Linked DNA regions of Gossypium hirsutum: regions 1 and 3 are each linked to region 2. Evidence: chromatin contacts called from public Hi-C data. All regions are on one chromosome and are shown on one strand. Each heading gives the region's core, a stretch centred on a gene start, on an enhancer-like site or on the middle of the called end of the contact. The rest is flanking DNA. Distances are from core to core; before and after follow the strand shown.

Region 1 (4,284 bases), core at 1,633-4,132, 67 kb after region 2:
ACACTCATAAACCATCACTTATGTACTTTATAAAACCACATAAAGTAAAGTCATAAATTTGGTCATATGAATCATTAGAAGCTTGCATTATCCCCTTTATTTGCTTATGTATTTTTCATTTTCAACTGGTAAAATGATTCTGTAAAAAGTAAAAACAGGTAAAACCTCATAAAACCAAGAAGCTACAGGAATGTAGAGATCATATTGCAGTCCATCGGATTTGGTACGAAGTCACTTGTATCGAATAACTTTTATTTTCAGTAAGTCCAATCTACACAAGCAATCCAATGAAGAAATGAAACAAGACCGAGTCCATAAACAGAACTGTGCTTACCGAGCCAAAATCATCGAAGCCCTCATCTCCATCATCTGATGCACCAAACAGATGATTAGCAAAATAAAAGTAGTTCAAATGAAAAAACAGTGATGATGACGCTAATATAGGAAAAAGCATAATCTATTTCAAGTGAATAACGACAATCAACAAACCACCTTAATGTTTCAAGAAAGAATTATTCATACCAGGGCATTCATCGCTGTCACCACCCAAAAGAAATACATCCAGGTCTTGCTCAACAAATGAGGCCGAAGTTTTATTATGTTGCTTGCTTTCCTTTGCCTGTTGTTGAGTAGTCATTTCAATGTTCGAAGATTCCTTTATTTTTTTGTCCCGGATTTTTTCTGCTGTTTTTCGCTCAATCTCTTCCATGTACCACTTCTCATACCTATATGGAAGCATATATTAGCAGGGTCTACTGCTGGTAACAAAAATAATGTTATCTAAAACACAAGTAAAAGTGCACAGTAGAGCAAGAAAATATCTAAAATGCACCTTCAGATCCAGATGACATGCACAATTACACAAGAATTGATTCTGAGAAAGATGTGTTTTAAAGAATTTCAAGTCAAATGAAAAGAAATCAATACTATTAAACGTGTGCTGAAGGCCAAACTATTTCTTCTGCAATCATAAATTCAGTGGAACATTCTATTTTTGGTTTAAAAGTTTGTGAATTCATAAAATACATAAATTAAAGGAGAAGTGCAAGGATGCAATAATCATCTGAACTACCTATATTCTGGGAGAAGCTCATTTTAAATGAAGTGGTGAATAGCAAGTGTAAATTCAGCAAAAGACAAATTGAAGGCTTAACATCGAGATGGATTACTTACGGTGCAACGTGACTGTTTACTAGTAGAAAGTATATTCTCCAGAATTTCCTCTCTCTCATAACACGCGGGCACAACTCAAACCTTAACTTTGAAATTTCCTGGAATATAGAGTAAAAGAAGTAAAACCATATTCTTCAGAAACACAAGACTCAATTACTCCAACTATCAATTGATATGAATATGCTCATGCACTATGATTACACTTACCGTGCTAATAATAAAAAGTTAACTTTGTAGTATATACAAAATAAATACACATTAGGCTGGTCAATTTACCCCCATGAAGACTCAAGAATTTGGGAAAATATCAGAGAAAAAAAGAGAGCATCACAGTTTGGTGCTTACTATTCAAACAACATTGAATGTTTTAATCCCAGCAAAAGACCATAAATTCAACAAAGATGGAAATAAATTACCATAATCTGGCAGTAGTCCCCAAAAAGGAGGAAAATTGCTATTACTATTTCATCAAATTGGAAAATAAGTATGGGACAGTTTACACCCTTTTCTGGTTCCAATGGATAGAATATCATAGTTAAACATATGATTGAGTGGAATAACAGTAATGCAAGTGCAATTATATGCAGATTATGTAGCTATTGACTATATGTTATTTGCATACAATTAACATTATAATCATTTGAAATACAATTTAATATTTTAAAACCTTTAAAATGAATTTAGATACATACTGTAGGAATAGGACAACATGTTTACTCAAGAAGATTAAAATGTCATAGGAATTAAGCATATCATAAACACACACACACACACACACACACGCTCTTATATGCACCTTAACCGTAGAAAGTACAAGCTTGGCATGTTTTTCTTGCCACTCTGTAAGATCTTGCCTTACATTTGAGATTGTGGGAACATCAGACATAGGAGAATCATCTGCCAATGAAAAGATTCATGAAATCAACTTAAGCCAGAAGATAGTTACATTGCATTTATGATATAATGAAAATTTAGAATTTCTTTCTTAGTTCCTAAATTTTCACACCAAACAACCAGAGCATCGACTTTTCAAACACTCAAATTTCGTTTTCTAGTTTTCCACTACATACCTTTTTTTCTCAGCATCCAAACAAAGCTTAAGGAAGTAATTATTTTACCAGGTAAAGGAAAATCCTGAAAGGTGCTTAATGTAATCCCCTTAACAAAATCTCTCAACTCTTCATTAATACCAAAACTCTCCAGTTCCTTCTCTTGCTCCACCATCCTCTCCGTGTTTTGTGGAGGCGCGACCCCCTCGGCGATCGACGACTTGATGAGCTCGGCTTGCTTCGCGGCTTCCGCTTTGATTTCTTCGGCTCGTTTGGAAGCCTCGGCCGCGATCTCCTTGGACCGTTTCATAGCCTCCGTTACTATATCGCCGAGCTTAGCGGAGCCTATACTGAGCTCCGACGACCGGCGAGCAGCATCCTCAGCGAAGTTCCGAGCCTTGTTCCAAATATCCATTTCGGACCAAGCCAAATGCTCAATCTTAAATTCTCTTCGTCTTTCTCCTTCCTTTGGTTTCTTCGTTGGGATTATTGTTAGAAATGTAGAAAGAAGTGAAGAATTTGATATGCTAAGGCTATGGTTGAGGTATCCACGTTTGCCATGACAGTTATTAGATTTTCGAGAATAATATATATATTTATAATTTTTTTATATTTTCGTATTTATTTTATAAATTTCTTTTCTGTCGAAACCAGAGTCTGTAGAATGACTGACTATTCACCCCATTTTATAAATTTTTAACAATATGCAATCTATTTTATAAATAAATAAATATTTATTGTATTAATCTACTTATACGGTATAAATATTCATTTGTATTCACATATTTTTTTTATCTTATAATTGCATTTAATATATTATATTTATATAAAATTTTATTATATTCATAATTTATATCTAAGTCCAAACAAAATTATATATATATAAATTAAATTTAGATATTTTCTTATTCTATTTCCAATATCATATCATGTTTTATTTTAATTCCTACTTTTATATTTGATTTTTAAAATTATAAAATTTCTGTAAGTTAAAAGCACTCTATTGAACCCACAAATTATTAGTTGAGAAAACAAGCTCAAATTTTAAAAAGGGTAATTGTTTGAATGGCTTTAGCTGTAAACAATGTGGGTTCAATAAAAACTAATCTCCGGTTTAATTTAACTTCAAAATATTTAATTTAAAAAAAATAATATAAAATTTGATTACTGAATTTTACAATTAAGTTAACATTAGTGTATATATATATTCAGTTCATTTTGACATTTAAATTTAATAATTAGATCCATTTTATTACATTTGAAAATATAAAAACTTGATAATGTAATGGAAAAGAATGATATAAAATAGTAATGTCACGTCATCTATATTTCTTTCTCAATAGTTTAATCACACATAAACATTTTCATCTTGAAAAAATAAATTATTGAAAAAGGATAATATCTTTATTTCATACAATTCTTTTTCTAATACGATACTCTAAAATTATGCTACATCATCACTTGAAAGTTTTAAGTGGTGTGTAGTATAATTTTAGATTGTCACCTTTAATGTTTTAATAATCGAACCAGTGATTAAACATGTTAGACTATTAGTTCTCCAATTCAATCAGTTTGATCAATTCAATTACTGAATCAATAATAATTAAATAAATAATTAAAAATTCATAAAAATCTAAAAAGAATAAAAAATTAACATTAAACTAATTCATCTATTAATTTTTATCTCGATTTTTAATTTTTACCAATTTAAAGCTATTTCAAAATGAATCGATACAATTTATTTTCTCAGACAGCTATATCTCATTTGGTTCCATTCATCAATTCGTCTGGTTTAGTCTTATTATAGTAAAATTAATCACATCTTCAAATATTAACAAAATTTAAATTCAAGAATCTAATTATCAACTTTAAAAACTACAACAAAAAATACAAAAATCAAAATAGATGTTAGCCAAAATTTATAATTATATTCTAAAAAGCACTCTACTGAAAGCAGTAGGCTAAAGGTCAATGTCTATCCTCAGCACCTTGGACTCATTATGCTCAAATAAAAAACCTAGTTTTTTCGAGAATCTTCTTCAACTTTTTAGATTTTTCTTTT
Region 2 (4,567 bases), core at 2,009-4,508:
CTTCTTCAGAAAAAGGTGTTTTTAATCAACTCTGACTTCCATGAACTTGTGTTGCTGTCGATCAAATTTGCTACCATCACTAAGTTTGGCCCTCTAACCTTTTGTTTTATATACAAATTGTTGGCATTTGGTACCCACACATCAGTTTCAATTCTAATGTTGCGCCCATTACCCACCCTCCAACATAATCCTGATTTCAAAAGCCCCTTTGCTGCCCAAATACTTTTCCAGGTATATGAGGGTGAGTTTCGTAACTCTGAATTTAAAAAATCAGAATTTGGAAAGTATTTTGCTCTTAAATTTTGTGCTAAAAGAGACTTCGGGTTTTCAATTAATCTCCATCATTGTTTAGCAAGGAGTGCCAAATTAAATTTTGCAAAGCTACGATATCCAAGACCACCAAACTCCTTCAATTCACATAGATTACTCCATGAACACCAATGTATTCCCCTCTTTCCTTGACCCTTTTGCCACCAAAATTTGGCTATAATTTGTTCCATATCCTCACAAGCTGATTTTGGTAGCAGGAAACACCCCATTGTATAGGTTGGAATAGCTTGCAAAACAGCTTTAATAAAAATTGTTTTTCCTCCTTGAGACAAAAATCGCGTACTCCAGCAATCGATTTTTAATTTTTATACGATCTTTGAGATGTTGAAACGCAAACCTTTTTTTCCTTCCGATCATATTCAGCAAGCCCAGGTATTTTTTGCAATTATTTGACCATTTAACCCCCAACCTGTTTGAAATAGATAATCGACTTATCTCCGAGGTATTATAGCTGAAAAAAACCGTTGACTTCCTGTAATTGATGCATTGCCCTGAACAAATTTTATATTATTTGATGACCTTTTCAAAAACTTCTGTTCCTTTTTCAGTTGCTTCCCCAAATAAAATACAGTCATCCGCGAAGAGGAGATGAGTGATCTGAGGGCTTCTCCTACTTGCTTTAATTCCCCTTAGACCTCATTCTTCTTTTTCAAGTCTTAGTAGTGTAGAAAGCCCCTCACTGCAAATTAGGAACAAAAAGGGACTCAGTGGATCCCCTTGGCGCAGGCCTCTCGACAGAATAAAAGCTTTCCCTGGTATCCCGTTTAACACAACAGAATATGAGACGGTACTAATACACTTCATGATGAGTTGTATCCAAGATTCAGCGAACCCCATTCTAGCCATCATTTGATTCAAAGAATCCAATTCCACCCGATCATATGCTTTGCTCATATCAATCTTTAAAGCCATTAAACCTTTTTTCCCTGTTCTTTTGTTCCGCATAGAGTGAAGAATTTCGTAGGCGAGAAGGACATTGTCAGTAGTTAGCCTTCCTGGAACAAAAGCACTTTGCGCTTGATCAATGCAGTATTCTAGTACTTTTTGGAATCTGTTGGCTATAGATTTTGAAATTATCTTGTATAAAACTGAACAGAGACTAATTGGCCTACATTCTGATGGTTTTTTCGGATGAGGGTTCTTAGGTATTAAAACTATATTCGTATGATTTTGACAGTCAAAAGATTTTCCTTTATTAAGAGTATCTAAACAAAACTCCTCGTGCCCCATAATGTGCCAGTATTTTTGGAAGAAAATGGTTGGGAATCCATCTGGTCTAGGGGCTTTTGTCTCCCCTATACTATTCATTACCTCCTTTATTTCCTCTTCTTTATAACTCTTTGTCAACATCTAATTCATGCTTTCAGTGATATTTCGCTTGACACCCGAAAGGAGGTGATTGGTATCTCCTACTCCACTTGTTTCAAACAGCTTCGAGAAGTAATCTCTTATAATCTCTTCTATTTCTTCACCCTCAGTTTTGATAGTGCATTCCTTATATTCCATCTCTTGTATTTTGTTCATTCCACATCTTTTTTATGTTTGGCTATGAAAGAAAGTTGTATTTTTATCTCCTTGACGCAGCCAATTCGTTCTTGCTCTTTGTTCCTAATACATTTCCTCCTTTTCCATCTCCCAATTTAATTCTAATTTCACATCAATCATCTCTGTTAGGGTCTTGTCGTCCTTATCCATTAATTCAAGTTCAGTCAGTCTTTCTCAAAGAAATTTTAACTTCTTGATACGTTCTCTTTTAATGTTTTTCCCCCATCTCTGCATTCCATCCTGTGTATGCTCAAGTTTATCCAAGACGTTGCCAATCTTCTCTTGCCACAATTTCTTAATAATATCTTCACATGAAGGCTTAGTTATCTACCATAATTCAAATTTAAAGAGATTAACCCCATACATTGATACATTTGGCGTTGTTTGGATGAAAATTGGGCAATGATCAGAGAAGGAATAGGGTAGATGTTGTATCAAATAGTCAGAAAATAAGTTCAACCATTCTCGATTTGCAACTCCCCTGTCCAGTTGTTCCCTTATATTTGTTTCCGCAAAATTTCCCTTTTCCCAAGTATACTTTTGTCCACGATATCCCATATCTGACAGATCGCAGTCTTCTAAAGGTTTCCCAAATTCCTCCATTTGCCTTTCGTCCCTTGTTGGTTCTCCTTTTTTTTCACATGCGTACATGATTTCATTGAAATCGCCACATACACACCATGGCTTTGAGTGGCTGCTCTTCAGATGACAAAGTAAGTTCCATGACTCTTGCCTATTCGACTACTTTGGGTTGCCATAAAATCCAGTGAAACGCTATATTTTCAAATTTTCTACCTCGTTAATCTCCACATCAATATGGTTGCTTAAATAACTGTAAACTTGCACTAAGTCATTTTCATTCCAAGCAAGACTTAGTCCCCCACGTGAACCATTCGCTGAAATATCTACTCCATTGTGAAAACCACACCGTTTCCAAAACCTTTCCATTCAAACACCATTCAGTTTGGTCTCCATTAAGAAGACCATCTGGGGTTTATAAAGTTTCAACGTATGTTGAAGCCTCCTGATTGCCTGAGGATTCCCCAGTCCTCGAACATTCCAACTTAGGATTTTCATTGGTCTCGGTCAGCTGGCCATTTGCCAGCCACCGATATATTTTGTTGAAAAATTTCCCCTTTCTCCATGTTAGATCGCATCAAATCAATTATCATTCATTCTCCCAAATTCCCCTCCATAATTTTTGCTTTTTTTATTCATTCCGCATCGAGTGGTCCAGAAACGGTCTCCTCCTCATGATTGAATTTTCGTTTGCCAAATTTTGCTTCAGTCATATTGAAGTTGCTACTTTCTCTGGGGCCTAGTCGACGCCAGCCCCTTTTCTTGTGGCCCATCTGAATGCTCTCGTCTAAGATGGTGAGCCCAACATCCTTTGAATTTATTTCAGAATTATCCACAGTGCTATACCAATTAATGCTGGTCTTTTCAGTCTCTGTCATAGGCCCCATGCCTTTAGAGTTTACTTTTTGATTATCTTCTGTAGTGCTCTTGTTTTTGTGTAACTTTTCCTCCCATTTCCTAGCCGAGTCTTAAGGCAAAATATTCGCTTCTTGATTTCTCAATTGTTCCAGCTTTTCCTCCGTTTTATGTCTTTCAGAGTTCTTCTTTGAGATAACTTCTTTCTTTGGTCGTCGGGATCAGTTTGACTACTCAGATGAAAAAACATCATTGTTTTCCACCGCTTCGCTTCCTATGTACAAACATTGCTCCGTTGATTTTTTCCTTATGGCCCCAAAAATTAAACTTTCTTTCCCCACCATGGAAGATTCTGCTTTGAGTGCTAGCGAGAAAGGTTGCTCGTCATCTGCTTTAGTACGATCTTCCCGGTGAATTGTCGAACACTCCTTAACTCCATGACCCATTTTCCCACAACCAAAATAGAAAGTTGGGAGGTTTTCGTATTTAAAAGGTAGCCATATCTTCTCCTTGCCACTTGGAGAAACAAATACTCCCTTCCTTAATTATTTTTGAACATCTAGGTTTACTCTGATTTAACAAAATTCCCATTTTATCTCAGACCTTATTACTCTCCCAAAAGTGGATCCAATAGCATGAATCAGATCCTTCTTATCGCATTCAGGAGGGCACGGACCAGCTTTTATCTAGTACGGTGAAAAAACTAATTTTATCTTATTTCTCTCTATCGGTTTCGTCAGCATATCAAAAGTAATTAGTTGTTTACGAAAGAGCCATGGCCGACCTTACAGTATTTGTTCTAAGCCTTCTTCATCTTCGAATGAAATCATAAATAGATTTTGTCCAGCAATGAGGATCTCGAACTTCTTTTTTGTTTTCCAGATACTTCATAACTGCACTCTTAAGCTATTTGGATTATATGTTTTTTGTGTCCATACCGAGCATATTAACGTCGGATTCTTCGATGGAATTACTAGAGAGCTTTTCACCGTCAGTTGGATTAATTCTTCTTCAAGAAGAGCCACATCGCTCCTCTCATCCATCTATTCGAAGTCACCACTCGTCTTCTTTCCAACCACAATATTCCCTATTTCTTCGAAAAACCTAATAGAGCACTCTTGACTTCTTTTATTTTTTAAGCTGCACATTCTTCCCAACTCTTGCATTCTTCTCTTATGCTAATTTAAGTTCCCTTTTTCTGATGAGGTCGTTGAGAGTACCAAAAATATTCTATCATTATAAAATAATAAAAATAATA
Region 3 (4,419 bases), core at 1,517-4,016, 77 kb before region 2:
TAATATATAGATCAAATATAGGTATCGACGAATATATATACATATATAATAATAATTTAAAAGATGTATTTTGTAGGATTATATAATAAAATACAAGAAGAAAATAATTTAAGGAATCACATGTATAAAAATAATATAAGGTTGATACTAATATATATATATATGAAATAAAACCAACTTTGATACGAAGTACATATGTACATATATATATGTATATATATATATTAATGTATATAAAAAACTTTTATGAAATATACAAAGCGTGAAGATGACATTACAAAAACAAATTTACAATAATATAGTAACAATCACCAAAGTTATTTAAAATGCACGAATAAATAGTCAAGAATAAAAGGCTACAAAAAAAATAAAGAAAACTTAACTGGAATTAAACTAAAACAGCAGGGACAATTCGAAAATAAAACAATAACAATAAAAGGACCAATAATCAATGCACGAAAACAGATAGGGACTAAAACTGGCAATATACCAAATCCCAAATGCTGCGTTTAAGCGCGGATCCATTTGCAAACGAGTGTAAATCACAGGGCTAAATTAATAAAAAACAAAACAAGAATACGGGCTGATTTGAATACGGCGCGAAAGGGAGGGACTGATATGGAAAATAACCCTTCACCGCAAAGGCGCGCGGATCGGGCATAAAGGGGGTGGCCTAGACAGTGTCGTTTGAGACCATTATCATTGGTCTAAACGGTGCCGTTTCTTACTCCCTTAAAATCCCCAACAAAACACCCCGTTCAGCCGAACCCCCATCCATTTTCTTCTTTTCCAAACCCTAAATCCCCTTTGAAACTGCCAATTCTCCTTCCCCTAGCAGCAGTCAACAGATTTAGACTGGAGAGAACACCTTTCAGCCTTTCAATCTCCTCTTAACTTCGATATTAACTAAGCAAGAGGAGATCCACGGCGTGCTTTCAAGATAAACTCCCTCTTTTCCCTTTTTTATTCATGCCTTAGAGTAAAAAACAACAAATAAACAAAATATCAAGCCGAAAAAAAAGGAACGCCTCCGAGATTTCAGTTGGAAAATCACCTTTAAGAATCGATTGTTTTCTATTGCTTTTGTTTTTGTATGTGTATTTCTGTGTTTATGTGGCGTTTGAGTGTGTAATATGCGTGTATATATTGCATTCGTCACCAAAATACACTGATTTTTGAGGTCTTTATAGCCGAAAAGAAAGAATAATAAAAATACAATTTTCATTCCTTTCCATTTGCTACTCTGCTGTCGTTTTTTTTTTTGTATGTATTTGCTGCTGTGGTTTGTCCATTTCTTCGCAGGTACAGGTGCGTTGGCGCTCGGGTACGGGGCTGGGCTGGCGTACGGAGACGCGTGTGTGTGGCTGCTGGAGGGTACGGAGGCCAGGGCTGAGGCTTGGCTGCGGCGCGAGAGTGGGAACTGCTAGGGTTTCTGAAGTTTTAATGTTCTGGGCCTATCGAGCCTTGTAAGTTTGGGTCAGGTTTTAAATTTGGGTCTAAGTTTAGTTATTGGGCTTGGGTTATGTAGCTGGGTTTAGGTTTGTTATAAAACTGGACTGTTGTATTGGTTTAGTTTAATTTAATTTTTTTTTATTTACTTATTTTGTATATATTTTGGTTTCTAGTGGGCCCGGGCAAATTGGCCATTTACAATATTGATTTGTTTTTAAAGCTAAATTTGAGGTAATTTAGAAATCATATGAACACTATTAAGTATAGAGATATGCTTAATGTATTGAATCTTTATTCTACAAACAGGTAAATTCTGCATCGAATTACGGTCATATTAACTTGCTATAATTATATGCAATTTTAAGTTTTAGGATTATCTTGTATACATAAATGAAGTCTGTGTGATAGCATGGCATTTACGTGGGTATGAAGAATTTGTATATTATATAATTTTGTGACATGAAAGTTTATATGGTAAGATGTTTGAGGGTATGGCTGAATGGAATGGGACTTCAGTCGACAAATACAATTGTGTGTGATACGTCTTACCTTTCAATGGTATGACCTTAAACCCAAATCTTTAAATACCATGTATATAACCAGGTTGCACTGAAAAGATTAAATTTTGTTATTACTCTTTTTTTTTAAGTAAAGGTTATGAATTTAATCTTTATATTTTTATTTTTTCTTAATTTTTATATTTTTTAAATTTTAGTCTGCACTAAATATTAATTGTTAAATTTATCAAGTAAAATTCTATTATTTCTAAAATTTGATGCGTCAATATAATGTCGTGTCAGTTTATTATTTTCATATTACTTACTAAAAATTTAATTAATAGATACTATTAATTGTCATTTGTATTAATACTGAAATTTTAAAATATAAAAAATATGAGGACTTAGAAGGATCCGATTAGAGGCAATGGGCTAATTGTACACATAGTACCAGACTAATAATTGAATTTAACCAAAAAAAGTACAGGACAAATTTACCAATACAAAGACTAAATCTACGGACTAACTGTACACATAGTACAAGACTAATAATTGAATTTAACTAAAAAAGTTAAAAAATATAGTACTAAAATTTATCAATACAAAGACTAAATCTACAACTTTTTACAAAATACATTGAGTAATTAACAAAAATATATATATCCAATTTTTTTTAGGCCTAAGAGCCAAATAAAAGCTTTTTCATCTTATGTGTCTCTCTACTTAGCCAGCCAAATGGACGGATCGGATTAAATCAGATATACTCTAAAATCACCACAAGGTACAAGGACTCAAATGTAATTTCAAAATAACAGCGTTAGTAAGTGGCAGCCAGATTTTTCATGTCTGCAGTCGAGTCAAACTGACAGTAGCCAATCGCAACACAAACAGCGGAGTGGAAGAATGAAAATTTGGAGTGTCAAACTCAACCCAGATCCAGTACAAAATTAGTCTCTTAATAAACACAAGAAGCTTCTTAATGCTTCAAAACCTGACTAAACTCAAATAACAAAAATGATAGCTTGAAGATCTAAAAGGAATTTTTTTTTCTTTTTTAGTTGAAGATAGAAAAGAAAAGAACAATGGGGTGTTCATTTTCAGGGTTGAATGCTTTATACGACGCCGTAAATGGTGGAGGGGACGTTTGGATCAATGACAACAGGTTCAGGATCGTGAGGCAGTTGGGTGAAGGTGGATTCGCTTATGTCTATTTGGTGAAGGAAGTCATATCCGACGCCTCTTCAGCTTCATCTGTTGGCTTAGCCAAAAAAGTCAAGGACCCTTCTCATCTTTCCGGTTCGTCCCCTTAAAAAATTCATCTTTTTAATCTTTTTTTTTTCTGAGGAATTTATGATTTGGGTTTTTCTCTATTTCAATGGTTTTTCAATGATCTGGTTCTTTCTAAATCTTGGGTTTTTTTTTTAATTTGGTCCTTCGCTTCTTGGTCTTAAATGATTCTGTTTTTTTACTTTTGTTTGGAGGGTTTTAAGTGATTCTTTTTGTTGTAAATTAATCGAGTTTTTGTGAACTTACTGCTACTGAATGCTCTTGCCTAAGGAAAATTGAAGCTAGCTTTGGTATTTCATATGAAGATTTATGGTAAATTGTGTGGGGTTATTTTATTTCGGCTTATTATTTAGCCTTGGATCTCTAAAAGTGTGCTCTTTTTTCTTCTTTGCCACAATAGTAGTATGATTATCTCATAAAATTGAATTCATATAGGTAAGTAGGTGGAACTTTATGTGATTATCAAACTCTTGTTGGAGTTATAGACCTCAAATTATGGATATCACTTTAATCTTTGATCTCAGTTATGTTGTAAAAAACGAAGGCCTTGGACATAGAATTTCATACTTCATAGCGAATCTTGTCTTTGGTCTATGACAGTTTGACTGCTTGCCTAACGGGTTCTGATTTATGCATCTTTAATCTGGATTTACATCTTAAATTTGGGTTGCATTTGTAGATGATGGAACTTATGCAATGAAAAAAGTTCTCGTTCAGAATAATGAGCAGTTGGAATTGGTTCGTGAGGAGATCCGTGTTTCATCCTTGTTTAGTCACCCTAATCTGCTTTCACTTCTTGATCATGCTATTATTGCCATTAAGGTAATTATTCAGATACCTTATTCTCTTATGTCCTAAACGTTTTTGAATTTATCAGCTCATTTACCTTTAAGGTTGGTGTAAAACTTAAAATGGGAACAATTTTCGAGATGCTCTTGTGTTTCGTTTGATGGCTCATTTCTTCTTCTTTTGAAGGACTTTTAATGCAAAATTGTGTTTGTCTAAAACAATTTCATTTCATTGGCTAGCCTACACAAGAAGGATCATGGAATCATGAAGCATATTTGTTATTTCCTGTTCATTTGGATGGAACATTACTGGACAATTCCAATGCTATGAAAGCTAAAAAGGAATTCTTTTCTACCTCAGATGTTCTTCAAATATTTCGGCAGGTGAGTAAAAC

The links. A called contact is a pair of places that touch in the nucleus more often than the background predicts.
Region 1: a Hi-C map of callus shows a contact between it and region 2, with 2.9 times the contacts expected there. The contact joins the promoter of LOC107926614 here to the enhancer-like site in region 2. A contact is called at or near these places in 2 of 34 Hi-C or Micro-C datasets (callus and leaf).
Region 3: a contact with region 2 is called in a Hi-C map of leaf, with 4 times the contacts expected there. The contact joins the promoter of LOC107926689 here to the enhancer-like site in region 2. A contact is called at or near these places in 4 of 34 Hi-C or Micro-C datasets (callus and leaf).

Annotation. Positions count from the first base shown.
Region 1 is chrA07:7,836,634-7,840,917 of Gossypium_hirsutum_v2.1, forward strand. It overlaps LOC107926614, which reads right to left and starts at 2,883. Exons shown (of 6, transcript XM_016857509.2): 1 at 2,292-2,883; 2 at 1,970-2,070; 3 at 1,174-1,271; 4 at 523-725; 5 at 335-369. The coding sequence starts at 2,637.
Region 2 is chrA07:7,769,208-7,773,774 of Gossypium_hirsutum_v2.1, forward strand. No RefSeq gene overlaps it. Among protein-coding and RNA genes, the nearest start is that of LOC107926712, 18 kb to the left of the region's middle. Within about 2 kb of position 3,259, at least 8 of the 9 cell types and tissues checked have an H3K27ac peak or open chromatin away from gene starts, as enhancers often do. A contact at or near this core is called in leaf, where this site is marked.
Region 3 is chrA07:7,692,751-7,697,169 of Gossypium_hirsutum_v2.1, forward strand. It overlaps LOC107926689 (serine/threonine-protein kinase 16), which reads left to right and starts at 2,767. Exons shown (of 6, transcript XM_016857579.2): 1 at 2,767-3,245; 2 at 3,916-4,058; 3 at 4,265-4,408. The coding sequence starts at 3,032.